2 separate regions of the Capsicum annuum genome follow, and region 1 is linked to region 2. The links are chromatin contacts, called in public Hi-C maps. All regions are on one chromosome and are shown on one strand. The core of a region is the stretch at or near the end of the contact, and the rest is flanking DNA. Distances in the headings are between cores, read along the strand shown.

The links. A called contact is a pair of places that touch in the nucleus more often than the background predicts.
Region 1: a contact with region 2 is called in a Hi-C map of placenta, with 2.8 times the contacts expected there. The contact joins the enhancer-like site here to the promoter of LOC107879093 in region 2. A contact is called at or near these places in 2 of 5 Hi-C or Micro-C datasets (leaf and placenta).

Annotation. Positions count from the first base shown.
Region 1 is chr8:84,050,091-84,057,249 of UCD10Xv1.1, reverse strand. It overlaps LOC107838938 (a long non-coding RNA gene), which reads left to right. Exons shown (of 9, transcript XR_001664906.2): 8 at 1-150; 9 at 1,039-1,550. Among protein-coding and RNA genes, the nearest start is that of LOC107838938, 8.8 kb to the left of the region's middle. Within about 2 kb of position 1,904, at least 3 of the 5 cell types and tissues checked have an H3K27ac peak or open chromatin away from gene starts, as enhancers often do. A contact at or near this core is called in leaf, where this site is marked.
Region 2 is chr8:83,910,608-83,917,484 of UCD10Xv1.1, reverse strand. It overlaps LOC107879093, which reads left to right and starts at 3,323. Exons shown (of 5, transcript XM_047395730.1): 1 at 3,323-3,459; 2 at 5,155-6,487; 3 at 6,627-6,793. The coding sequence starts at 6,443.

The DNA.
Region 1 (7,159 bases), core at 655-3,154, 140 kb before region 2:
ATGAAGAGAGACGTCAAAATTTTGACTGTGAATGACGGAGGCGTTGTTTACTATTGAAGCAGAACGGTGACTGGAAATTATTTGTATCATACTACAGAGGTGTTCAGTGATGAAAATCCAAATGGTTCCATTGTTCTGTGAACAATTCTGGTAAGTGTTTAGAAACTTTTCTAGAAGTATTATTGTAATTGCAAATACTCATGATTGATTTCATATATTAGCAAAATTAATGCATGCACAACCTACTGCTTTTCTACATTCTTATTATTTCGCATTTTTTTTAATGTTATAAAGTGTGTTTCTTTGTTTTTCCCCTTCTGCATTCGGAAAGAGCTAAAGTAGTAATTCTTATTTGGGATTTTAGAAAAAGATGTGTAAAGTGCTTTGTTCTGATCATTCTGGTGATTTTCTCAAACATGTTGATATGCAAATCAATATTCTTGGTGTCTATGTTGCTCGGACTCTTTCGATCTGTTATAGGATGTGGATCCTCTAAAATTAGTATACCTCTGGAGGATCCAACACAGTTGTGGTAATATTTTTTTAGAGTTTGAACAACATATCTTGGTGTAACCTTTTTTTGCTTTTTTCTTCTTAAAAATTGCATTTTTCATATCATTGTATATTTATTGTTTGCAATATTATAATATGAAATAAGCAAAGTCACAGATTACTCAAACATAAAGTTTATAGGATACCTGAGAAGTTTGTGAAGTAGTGATTTACTTGTATGTAATTGATAGTTGAGATTTACGCAAATTAAAGTTTGTGGCCTTAAATTAAAGTTGTGTCAAATGTACCAAAATACCCTTTAATCTTGTGGTCCTAAACATGCCATGTGGAAAGTTGAAATTAAAGTATTGCCAAAAAAGGAAAGGAGTATTCTTTTTTAAACGTACTAAAAAGGAAAGTAGGTCATTCTTTTTCAAACGGAGGGAGTAATACAAATACAAAGTAAAAAATCTAAAACTCTCAACACTTAGTCTTTGATAAAAATAATAATCAAGCCCATTTCAACGTCAGCGTCCTCTTTTACAGTCACTGTCCAGACCCAAGGTGGATGCTGCATCTGTATTTGCTCGATGGCTTATTTCTGAGTTCTTGGAGTGTCCTCTAGTATGTATGATTAATAATGTGCAAGTAATGAACAAGTGGCAGGAGGTGCTTATAGTGTCGTCGTCGTGTTATTGACGTTTTGTCGACTCTAATCTATGTTTGAGGGGAAAACTCGAATAACCGGGGGACCTATGCTAGCAAGGCAACAACCATAGATGACTTGTGTGCGTAACTGATGAACTTTAAGCTATTACACATTATATTTTCAGGGATTGTATCTTCTTGTTTAATCATATTTGATAGGAATATGTTGACCTTTTTGTTTGAGAATTAATACTCTGCGAATCATTGTCCCATTAGTTGAAGAGGTTTCTCCATTGTGGTGTAATTGTGATTACCAAAAAGTATTAAGGACTATCCTATAAAGCTTGGAGGATGTTCGAATAATCTATTTCTCGAAATATGCTAATTTGATATGTTAATCTTTTGTTAAACCATGTGGAATCAACTTTATTAGAACTATGATAAATACTATGTATAGAACTTGCGGTATGTATCTTGCAACTCGCAACTTGCGGAATATTACATGTGGAATCAACTTGGAATATTAGATGTGTGGGTCTATTTTGCAAGGTTCAGTCAGATCTTGTAACCTTTTTCGATGGAAAATACTTTCAAGTAGTTTTATGTTTTAATATATTTATGTTTTACAACCTTATAATTCGAATTGAAATCAATCTAACGTATCGGACATAATCAATTCTTAATGTTGGGCCTGTACTGTCATGGGCCGTGCTCCTCTAGTAGTCACATAACATATGATGATACTGTTACAAGACGTATAATTCAATTCCATGTCAATTTGGATTGTGTTTATAAAATAATATGTCTAACCGGTCATCTTCTAATAAATATGACATCAAACTATTGTAATTACATGAGCACTTTTTCCTCATATCTTCTAATAAATATGACATCAAACTATTGTAATTACATGAGCACTTTTTCCTCATATGTTAATAATTTGAGAATTTTCTGATTATTAAATATTAGTATTAGTATTCATGCGACGTACGAATAATATTTAACAAAAATAAATTTGCAAATTTATCAAATAAATAAATGGGCATAAAATTTTTCTCTGTGTCAACCAACCAAGACTATTGAAGTGTGGTTCCGTTGAGGTTGATGATTATCCATCGTTTAACATCATCAGTTGTTTGAGAGTGAATATTGTTGGTGATTCAAAGTGTTGTACTCAACTTTTTTAGGTCATTTTCACGAGTTTTATTCAACTTACTTCACATTTCATGGATTATTACTTTAAACTTTTTTTTTTTAATACCAAATAGGAATCCAAAATGAAAATAAGAATACTCGGATATTTTTAAGATATAAAAGTCATAACTAAGAGCATTTTTGGATTGAATTATTTTAAGTGTTTTTAAATCAATAAAATTTTAAGCATTTTTTTTGTAGTATTTAGGTAAAACAAAAAAATATTTATAAGTTGGTTTTAACTCAAATCAAAAATTTAAAATCATACCTTATTATTTTTGTTTATAAGTCAAATGTCAATTCAAACACCCTCTATAACTTTATTCCACAGTGTATAACAAAATATATCATATTAAAATTTTCTTCATTTAAAATTTCAAAAAGTGCTTGTTGGAATTTGTCAAAAATCAAATAAATTAGCAAAACCATAGTGGCTTTATTCAAAACTCATCCAGTCAATTATAGTGAGAAAAACAATACTTCAATCGTTATTAGATACAAATTCAATTATATATTTTAATTATATCAAAGAACCAAGACATTGAATTCAACTATCAAATAAAAGATTGAACTTTCAAATATTTAAATTGAAAACATATTTAAAAATAAAAAATTTTCACTATTTATATTTAACTAACTTTACGTTTCATGGATTATTACTTTAAACTTATTTTTTATTACCAAATAGGAATCCAAAATGAAAATATGGATACTCGGATATTTTTAAGATATAAGTCATAACTAAGCGCATGTTTAGATTGACATGTTTTAAGTGTTTTTAGACCAATAAAAAATTTAAATATTTTTTGCAGTATGTATGTACAATAAAAAAGTATTTATAAGCACTTAGTTTTAAGTTAAATAAAAAAATTAAAAATCCTACCTTATTAATTTCTCTTAGAAGTCAAAATTCAATTCGAACACCCTCTAAAAATTTGTTCCCACAGTATATAACAAAATATATCATACTAAATTCCTTCATCTGAAATTTCAAAAAGTTGGAATTTGTCAAAATCAAATAAATTAAGAAAATTATATTGACTTTATTCAAAACTCATTCAATCATATATAGTGAGACAGACAATAATTCAATTGTTATTGGATGCAAATTCAATTAGATATTTTAGTTATATCAAAGAACCAAGACATTAAATTCAAATATTAAATGGAAGATTAAACTTTCAAAAATTTAAACTGAAAACATATCGAAAAATCAAATTTATACAAAAAAATAAAAATAAAAAAATAACGTAAACAATGCATTACGACTTAACTTATGAAAGAAATTCATTAATTAATATGAGAAAAACTATCTGTATCAATGCATCTTTGTTCATGATCAAGAAAACTAAATGACTAAACTGAGTCGCAAATGTCTAATGATTATATTTTGATACTTAGATAACTTTATTATTTGACTGATCATTCTTACAATAATATAAATTTAAAAACGCCACTAAAAACGCCACTAGTCCTAACAGAGGTGGATCTAGAATTTAAAGGTTGTGGGTTTCTAACTTATAATTTTTATCACTAGACCAATAACACACTTTGTTTGTGGGTTCTCAACTTATAATTCTTATATATTTACTAGTTTTTTCAATATAAATTCAAGAACCGTACGAAAGTTATAGGTTCTCGGAAACCCGTACGTAAAGCTGTGAATCCACCCCTGAGTCCTAATTGAATCAAAAAATATTTTCTAAGTGTTATAGCCACCCTCTTATTAGCAGAAGTTTGTATATTCTTTGGAACCCGTCAAAAATTCTAATTTCGATGGACTGCTTGGATTTACTTTGATCATCCAGGTACGCTTCGTATAATCTTAACTTTACCTTAATATTATATTAACTTATTGGACAAAAAACTTTACCTTGATGTCACTTGACTTAAATTTAGGCTAGGCTTTCCTAAATTTTATACCATAAATGAAAAACTCAAATTTTAGTAGCGAAAATAGGAACAATGTGGTTTAGATGGATTTTTGATCATTTTTGGTGATAGAAATTATTTTCATAATTATTGAGATTAAATAGTAGTGAAGTATTAAGTTCATGTGTTGGCTTAGACCTTCCTCCATATCAGATGAAATTAATACAAGTCAAAATGTATTTAATCGCTAGTTTTGATAATCTTCATTAATTCTCCTAAACTGAGTAATATATAGTTGGATCAATGTAACTAGAGTTGATTTTCACTTTAACTTAAACTAACAGTAGACTCTCCATCTGAGTTAGGTCTATAAAAGTTTATTGAGTAACTAATCTGTCATGGTATATGTGTATGACATGGGTAGTTCTCCAATCCCATCGATTGAATATTCAAGATACATGATTACATATATACTTAATGAGCCCTGAATTTTATTATTCGAGCTATTCGACATATTATGACCTGTTTAATGTGCTATATCTCAAGTCCTCTGTAGACTTTACTAACTCACTTATTGTTGTTTAATCCTTTTTTGACAGAAATAGACATTAACCTAAATAATGCATTATATAAATTGTGTCCTATGTTAGAAAAAATTCATTTTAGTTTCTAACTAAATAAAAGATGGATACTTAATTTGTAGGTATTGAGTTTGATAAATCGTATCTCTTGTTGTGCATTAATGCATTGATTCTTAATTATTGCTATATCTCTCATGAATTGAAAAATATTGATCTATCTTAGAGGATAAAAATATTCTTTAGAGTTGAATGAAACTTATCTGTACACTCAGTGGCAGAGTTAGAATTTTCACAAAGGAGGTTCATAAGTGAACTTACAAATTAACCAAAGGGAATTCAACATCTACAATATATATATATATATATATATATAGCATAATTTTTCCCCGAAGGGAGTTTGGATGAACCCCCTAATCGAAGAGTAGCTCTGCCCCTATGTACACTAAAGTCTATGCCATTCTTTTTAGATAGCACTTTGAGGATGATCAATTTAATGAAATTTAGAGTTCATTAAAGTGAAGACACTACCAACTTGCGAGTCCTATTAAGAAAAAAAAAATGACTAAGAGCGATTTTCTCTTAAAATAATTGATAGGTAACAATAAGTTAGAATTAATGCATTCTAATTTGTGTGGTAACATTAACTTTCAGGTAAGAGGTGATTTTGAATATTTTGGAACACTCACTAAAAATACTCATGATATGAATATATTTATTTGATGCTCCATAAGTCTGAATGTTTTTATAAACTCGAGATATTCAAGATAGAAATGAAAAAGCATCATGAAAAATATATTAAATCATTGTGATTTGATCGTAGTGGCGAATGAATCTTTGAAGAGTTCATTAATCACTTTTTTGATAGATTGAATAATTTCATTTGTCTATACTTGACGTTGTATAATAGATTGGTGTAAAAGAGAAAAAATATAAACTCTTACAGAGATGATAAGATTGATAAATGACTTATTCATAGTTGTTTCATTTTCATTTTAAGATTATTTTAAGAGTTGTGCATTACATTCTAAATTTATTTCCTTCCAAGTCAGTATCTTTGACAACTATAGAACTGCAGATTTAACGTAAGTCTAGTCTGTAAAAGATTTAGACATGTGATTGTCTAGCATACATTCTGAAAGGGAGGAATGGATAAATTAAAATTAAGAATGTATGTGTATTGGATACCCAAAAAGAATGAAAGAAGGTTTATTTTTAACATCCTAAAAAAATAAGATAATTGTTAATACAAATGTCAGATTTCTAGAAACGGATATTCAATAAACCATGTTCCTAAAAGTAAACTAGTTTTACGAGAACTGATGAATGAAATCACAAATGAGTCATATGAAAATTCAAATGCTCAAGAAGATCTAACCTATATGTCAGAATTGATGTTTCATTGCATTTAAGTAGCGGGAGAAACATTAATAGACATAAGAAAATCTATTATCTCAAAGTAGTGAAAGTGATATGAGCAAAGAACATCTCATGAAGAAGTCATTAGTGTTTCAGTATCAAAAGATTCTAGAGAAAATGTTAAGATTCTAGAACATTAAAGTGTGACTATAGCATTAGTACTTAGTCGTAGTGGGAAAATAATAACATGGATCGATTTATTGTTTATTCTTGAGAGAGTTTCATGATAGAACTCACATTAGTGGAGTATTTCATGATAGGATATTTGAATATCTAGTATCAAATCGACCAGTCACGACGAAACACTACTAGACAAAGTTGCGTAAGAAAACGACTTGATAAGATCCTTTGATGAAAAAAATATAAGAATTATCTATGAAAGTTTTAGATGTATAGTTAAGAGTCTGAGTGGGATATTGTCAGTGTGTATACTATTAATCATGTGTTAAGACATAGTATTCTATCCATTGTCAAAGACGAAACATCATAGTGGGAGATTATTAAGGTATACACTATTAACCATGCATATAGATATAATATATTATAATAATTATTATGGTTAAAAGTCTAAGTGGGACATTGTTCGGATATATACTATTAACCATGCATTTAGATATATTATATTATAATAATTATTATGGTTAAAAGTCTAAGTGGGAGATTGTTGGGATATATACTATTAACCATATGTTTAGATATAGTATACTATAACAATTGTGATGGTTAAAAGTCTAAGTGAGAGATTGTTGCGATATATACTATTACATGCTATATATATTATTGACCATGCGTTTAGATATAGTTTTTATTATAGAATAACTATTAAGTCAATTTTAATAAAAGATTTAACAGATCATATATTCTTTTATGTGTCAATTTACTTATATAGTGGATAATTTAGTGTATAGAGTCTTAGCATATAACATAGAGGATTAATTCATTGGTTCTTATAAATA
Region 2 (6,877 bases), core at 2,074-4,573:
AAAGTAAGATATGTAATAATATGACATTGATACCACATTGACCCCAACTTAAGCAATTTCCACCAAAAAGAGTACAACCAATTACATAAATACCAGACCAATAACATCATATAAGATCCTACACGGTCACACATAGCAAATAATGTCTCAAAATTACCAAATAAGAACAACATAGGTCCCCAGATGGGCACAAAATAATAATAAATCCATTTTCATGATTAGTTTCCATACCTATAACATGTTTTTATATCAGCATTAGATGGAGCCTTATCTTTACGAACAGACACAAAATCAACTAAAACATACAAATATACAACATATGCATTAAAAGAAAGCCAATGATGCTCATATTGCTCATTTTTAGTCGGGAACAAAATAAATCCCTAAGATGGATTTTTGAAGAAGTAGGGTAAAATCAAAATTTTAGTTCATAAATATATTTTCCATAATTAAAGCAAGTCATAGAAGAAAAGCTAAGTAAAAATGGGTTGGAATTGGAGATTATATTGAAGAAATACTAATTTAGGTCTTCCGATCCAAAATCTCAAATTCAACTTTTGAAATCGAGTTTTAACAAGCTTTAAATGACAAAAATCAAAGAAAAATAATTGAAATGCGGATTTGGAGCTTACCCAAGCTTGAAAATTAAAGAAATCGCCCAAAAAAATCTAAAACTTGAAGCTCCAAGTATTAAAAATAGTGGAAAAATCGATAATGGGATATATATATTACCTAGATATCGCTTAAGTAGACACTATGCTGCTTAAGCGACCAAGTGCCACTTCCGTGACACCCGCCCCATCTGCACGCATCGCTTAAGCGGACCTAATGTTGCTTAAGCGACACTTGGCTGGTTAAGCCAGGTAGCTTAAGCGACTGGCTGGCCGCTTAGCAGTCTCCGCTTAAACGGCCCTTGGGTCGCTTAAGCAGATGCACCAATTGAGTGGTGCATCAACTAGAGACTTGGAGAATCCCCACAGATCCCTCGGGATCATTTGAAATCTCGAGAATACAGACGAACTATGCTACCCTATAAAATTCGACGTTTCAAACTCAGTGGCAATATCAAATTCTTAAAAAGAAATTGTTTTCACAAAACTAACCCCCAGAGACCTAATTTCATAACTTTTTGAATCGAGGGTCGAAATGAGATACCAAAACTGTAAAATCACACCAACCATGTTATCAACCTAAAATCAATGTTTTAAATCTGTTGGTGCAGTCCGTTTTGTCATCCGATGCACAAAATAATAAAATGTTGATTGAAATCAACTATAAAGCCTTTTGTAACCTCTAAAAGTCATAAACTAGTACAAATCATACTAAAATGTATTGAGAATTATGCCAATCATCCCGATACTAGAAATGCCACAAACCAACTACAAGGAGGCGTAAAATGGTTAAATCACACAAAAGTAAATAATTTACAAAATCACCAAAAATAAAGTCATCACACTACTTAACACATCTTAATGCTAAGATTTAAGGGAATTAACTTGCAAAATCAACAATAATGTAAGCCATGTAATCCCACAAAGTGGGGTCTGGAGAGGGTAGAGTCTACGCAAACCTTATCCTTATCTTGTACAAATAGAGAGGTTATTTCTAATAGACCATCGACTTAAATAAAACATGTCAAAGAGTGTGAAATTGGAGATATAGATATGAGAGAAGTAACAACAATGAAATAATATGAAAGGGAGAACGTTATACAACAAACAGGGGAAAATGTCCTATTTGAATTTATATTTCTTGAAAATCTCTTCACCTGTACAAGCTCTTCCTCCTCGATCTCCGTGCAGATATTCTGCATATTCTCTATCACAATAAGTTGAATCAAAGATAGAAACTTCAAATTCCATTTTTCCTTCATATCTAAACATCAATATATCTCCCAATTGCACATCATTTTCCTCTATAAATTTTCTCCAACCTTTTTCGAATCGTTTGTCATTCAGCTTAATCCGCCACTCTTTACTAGCCCTTTTCAGTTTTACATGTTCAATATGATCTTGTCCCTTTAGATACTTTAAGACACATGAGAATTTTCTACAGCACAACATAAATTTGACTATTTTTCTACCTGAGTTAAATAATTATAAAATAATATTCATATGGGAAATTATGGTGTTGAATTTGTTCTGGGAGAAATTCTTTCTTCATTTTATAATGCATGTAACATATATAGTAGACGAAAAAAAATAGGTAGTTTGATGTACTAAAACTTTCTCTATATACGAATCGAGGGAAGGATCGAAACACAAGGTTCCATTGTAGACAAAGGAAAATTGAAAGAAAAAATGAACCAAAAACGATAACTCACAAGACCATGCTTGAAACCTGGCTAAACAAAAAAAATGGGGTTTCTTTGGAGGGATTTTCATAGCAATCACTTAAAAATATGCAGATACTGTGGATAAAAAATGTCCTTAAGGTTTTGTGATTGATATAAATTGCAAGTGTGAAACTTCAGGTGAATCTCAATAGCTCAACTGCTTTGAACCTTCATCTCACTCTGTTTGGATGTTTGTTTCATACTTCCTCCGTTCATCAATACTTGCCCTCTATTGATTTGGCACACACATTGAGAAATAATAAATGATACACGTAATTTATCATATTATTTTTTGAATGTAATAAATTTAATGCTTTGAAAAATGTATTAAATAATGAATCATATTTAATACTAAGGGTAAAATGAATAGAAATGGGTAAATTATTCATTGATTTTTGATTGGTCATTTATTTTTAATAGAGTGAACAAGTAAATGGACTAAAGAATTAAAAGCCAATCAAATTATCCCAAACCAACCAAAAAAATATGTCCGTTACAAATATGCTCCCATATATTCCCCCCCTCCCAGTCCCACTTCCATCAACTCCTTTTACTTAGGGTTTTGAGGTTACTGTTAAGCCCTGCAATTTCAATCCTAAAAATCTCCTCCAATGTGCCTATCAACAAGGTGTTGACAGAATCAGTCAATCACTTTTTGGCCTCGTACCGAAATGGAAGTTCCGATTTCTCTGTTTTTCAGTCAATTTTCTTCCGTTTAATCCAAACAATGCCTGACCCCCCTCTTGAAATTACATGGTTTTACTCTGCTGTCACTTTTCACACCTCAAAAAAGTCAGCTGCTTTTACCAAAACCATTCCTGCTAAAGACTTGTTTCACTTGCTAATTTCGTGTTCTGGTTCGTGCAACGGGACCAAAAAGATTGCCTTGCTTGCCCCGTTACTCTACTTTTTGTATGATATAATCAGGGGCGGACCTACATATAATTTCGGGGTGCTCCGACACCCAGGAAAGTCGATGCGGAATAGATATAATTACATAAAAAATATACGAAAATATTTATAAAACATATAAATGCGTCCACTGGAACAAAAGTTGGTTAGGTGCACTGACATTTAAGTTGATCTTAAGCTTCTCCACTAAAGGGACGTCCGAGTTTGTGGAGGTGATTTTTTATTTTTTATTTTAGCTTTTTAATTTTTTTAAGCACCTACAAGTCTTAAATCCTAGGTCCACCACTGGATATAATTTGTGAGTTTTCGCGAAATGGGTTGTGCTTGACTATTGAAATTAAGGACTTGTTTGAGAAAATTGTTGATTATAAATGCATATGTTTGGTTAATCCCAAAAATGGAAACGAGTTTAATGAGGATATTGTCTGTCTTGAGGAATTGGTTGGGGTTTGGATGGTTGATCGGGTTGGAAAATGTGCTAAACTTGAGGAGAACTTACGCGTTTTCGTTCCGATTGTTAGTGTTGATGTTCACGAGGGTCAAAAGATGAGGTGTGGGATCCGGGAGTTAGCTGGTATTGTAATGTGTGAGGTGTTCTTGCTTACTTTGTCTTTGAAGTGCAATATGAGGTTTGTAAATGAGGAGTTTCAAAAGGATGCATGAAACTGGGCAATTCAGACTCTAAAACAGTTCCAAAATATTGAATTTTTAGGTTTGCTCTTGCTAGTTAATATCTCTTTGAAAAAGTTCAAGTTTCATTACCTGATTATGTATCATAGCTCATTGTTTTTTTTTGTCATTACTGTTAGTATGTAATTTCTGTACAGTAACATCACCTTGCTATTCCGACCAGTCATAAAGAGATTACAAAATTCATAGCAAATTCTGTGACTAGACTAGATGAGCAGTACTGGCAGCCTAGTAATAAGTCTGGCATAGTTTTCTATGGGGCTTTAGGAGGATACCTGAGTTATTGGCTCACTAAAATTGATTCACGTAATATGCACCCAAGGGTGTGGCTTAGTGGTTCAATGAAGTTGGGTTAAGCACCATGAGATCTCAGGTTCAATTCCCAACAGAGAAACACTGTAAGATTTCTTTCATTTGTTCTAGCCTTGGTGGACAGAGTTATCTAGTACCTGTTGCTGGTAGGAGGTGACAGGTATCTTGTGGAATTAGTTGAGGTGCGCGCAAGCTGGCCCGGACACTACGGTTATCCAAAAAAAAATTAGTCGACATAATATGCTTATATTTTCTAATAACAAGAACCAATTAATACTAATCTATAGTGTTTTTTCCTAATGTCTTTCCATGTTTCTAAATATATAGTTTTTAATTGCGCCATATTGTCTACATCATATGAATAACTCAATATCATTGTTCCTATATTTGTTTGTCTTTCCGTGCTAATTCCTCTTTTTATCAATCAATTGAAGAACTAATTAGCTGCTGGAGTGTTGAAAACAAATCGATTTATTCATTCCTTGAAAGAAAAGAACCATCGTGTTGAGGACAACCCTTCATAGGAACTTGCTTGTCACTCATTTTGTTTGAGTTGATATTAGTTTTCCGTGATGCCTTTACTGTATCACCATGGTTGGTTTTACACCCTTAGACTTTCATCTTTTATTATGACGCCCTTAGGAGTTAGCTAGACTTTGGGTCCAGTGTATTGGGATCAATGTATCCTCATTGCATGTAGTGTGACTTATATTTCTTTTGCTAGTCACACCTGGAATTTATGGATATAAATATTGATGTGCAAAGGATGTGAGTTAAGTTGGGAACCTTTAATAATCTTGTGCTTGTGTTGTTCTGACTTGGCTGAGGTTGTTCAATACTTCAATATTATTGCAATAAGTTTTCTTTTCTGTTGGATTGTCTGGAATTTGGTTCTTTGTTTAAAGAAGCTGCTGCATGTGAAGCAAGGCGGTTCAGCTGCTCGTCGAATTCCTTTTGACAGATGCTAGCTAGGTATTCTTTGAAGATTCCATTTCACGGAACTTCATTTCCATTGAAGGGCTATTTGTTTCTAGCAATGCATTCTCTATTTAAATCTTCCATGTGCAAGCTGATATTTTGTAATTAGCCCCCGCTATCTGAATGCTTCACTTCTACGCAGTAGTCCAATTTTCGTTATTTGTAGCTGCATATGCATAAAGTTTTCTATCTACTGATGCAATATTCTTTCCATGAAATCTCAAATAGTTGCATCGGCTGGAATTGCTACTCTTATTGTGTATAAAGCAGTACACATCATCACTATGGGTTGCATATTCCGTGGGACTTTGTAATTGTGTTGGAAAAGGAAACAGCAGAATAATCATGTTAGGGAGCCTACGTGAAGAAAAGCAGTTGTGTGCTCCCAGAAAACTAATCTTGACAAAAATTAGTCATTTTCTGTCTGCCGGCATCTCTTATCCCACACATGCCACAAAGAAGAAACTACTTGGAAGTGAGAGTATTCGAACCTCAACAACAACAACAACAACAACATACCCAGTATATTCCCACCAAGTGGGTGGGGTCTGTGGAGGGTAAGTGTACACAGTCCATACCACTACCTCAAATGTGAGATAGAGAGGCTGCTTCCGATAGACCCCCGGCTCAAAGTAAAACATTCTGACATAAGAAATAGTAAAAGAACAAGATTCAATAGAAAATAGCATAATCAATAATACCATTAACAAGATACTTCAAGTAACACACCAAAAGATACAATATCCTAAACTCAGACTACCCTTTTAACCTAATCCGCTTCCTCCAAAACTTCCTATCCAGGGCCATGTCCTCGGTAAGCTGGAACTGCTCCCTATTCGAACCTCCAATTACTATAATCCTTAGCTTTTCTTAGGTTATTTTTTTGAGTTTCGACTTCATTGCATGTTAAAACCATCGTAAACTGAATTAGCTGCACTTTTTGCTTGCTCTATTTAAGCCGAGAAACGAATTCTTTATATACTTTAAAAAACTGGATCGCTAGTGTTAGAAGAGTGGGATTTGAAAGCCAAGACATGTATTCAAGCTTTGTATAGACAAGATTTCACTTGATGCTTGATAGCTTTGAGTTTTTATTTGTTGGAGATCTGCTTCTCAGAATTCTTTTGGAAAAAAGACTAGTGGTCACTGCCTTATTGGTACGTACTCATCACAACCTTTATTTTCGCAAAGATTTAAGAGTGGATAGCATGTACAATGACCCAACAAGTTCCATGCTCTGCTGTGCTCCCCACTCTGTTTGTATGTATGCATTTGATGTTTTATACTGGTTTTATGGATATGTCCAGTCCCTGCTAAAGCAAATATAAATTTGCAGATCAAGATTGATTTATGTTAGGCTAAGTTCTTTTCTTTTTGTTTTCAATATTCGTTGTTGCAGAGTTCTGAAGATGCAATTGTTCTACAGAAACTATTGTATGATGCTGTGATACTGGTTGATCATTCATTTCTAAGTTCTGGCAGATGGTTTCAGCAACCCGAATCCTACTTCAGGAACTTGTTTCTGCTGTGGTCCTTAGTAGCTGATAATGCCATACTGTTTGCTAGGTAGGGGAATTTTTGTTGCATTAAAATTTGAAAAGAAGCTTGTTAACTTTTTCTTTGATAATAAATCCGGGAATTGTTGGCTTT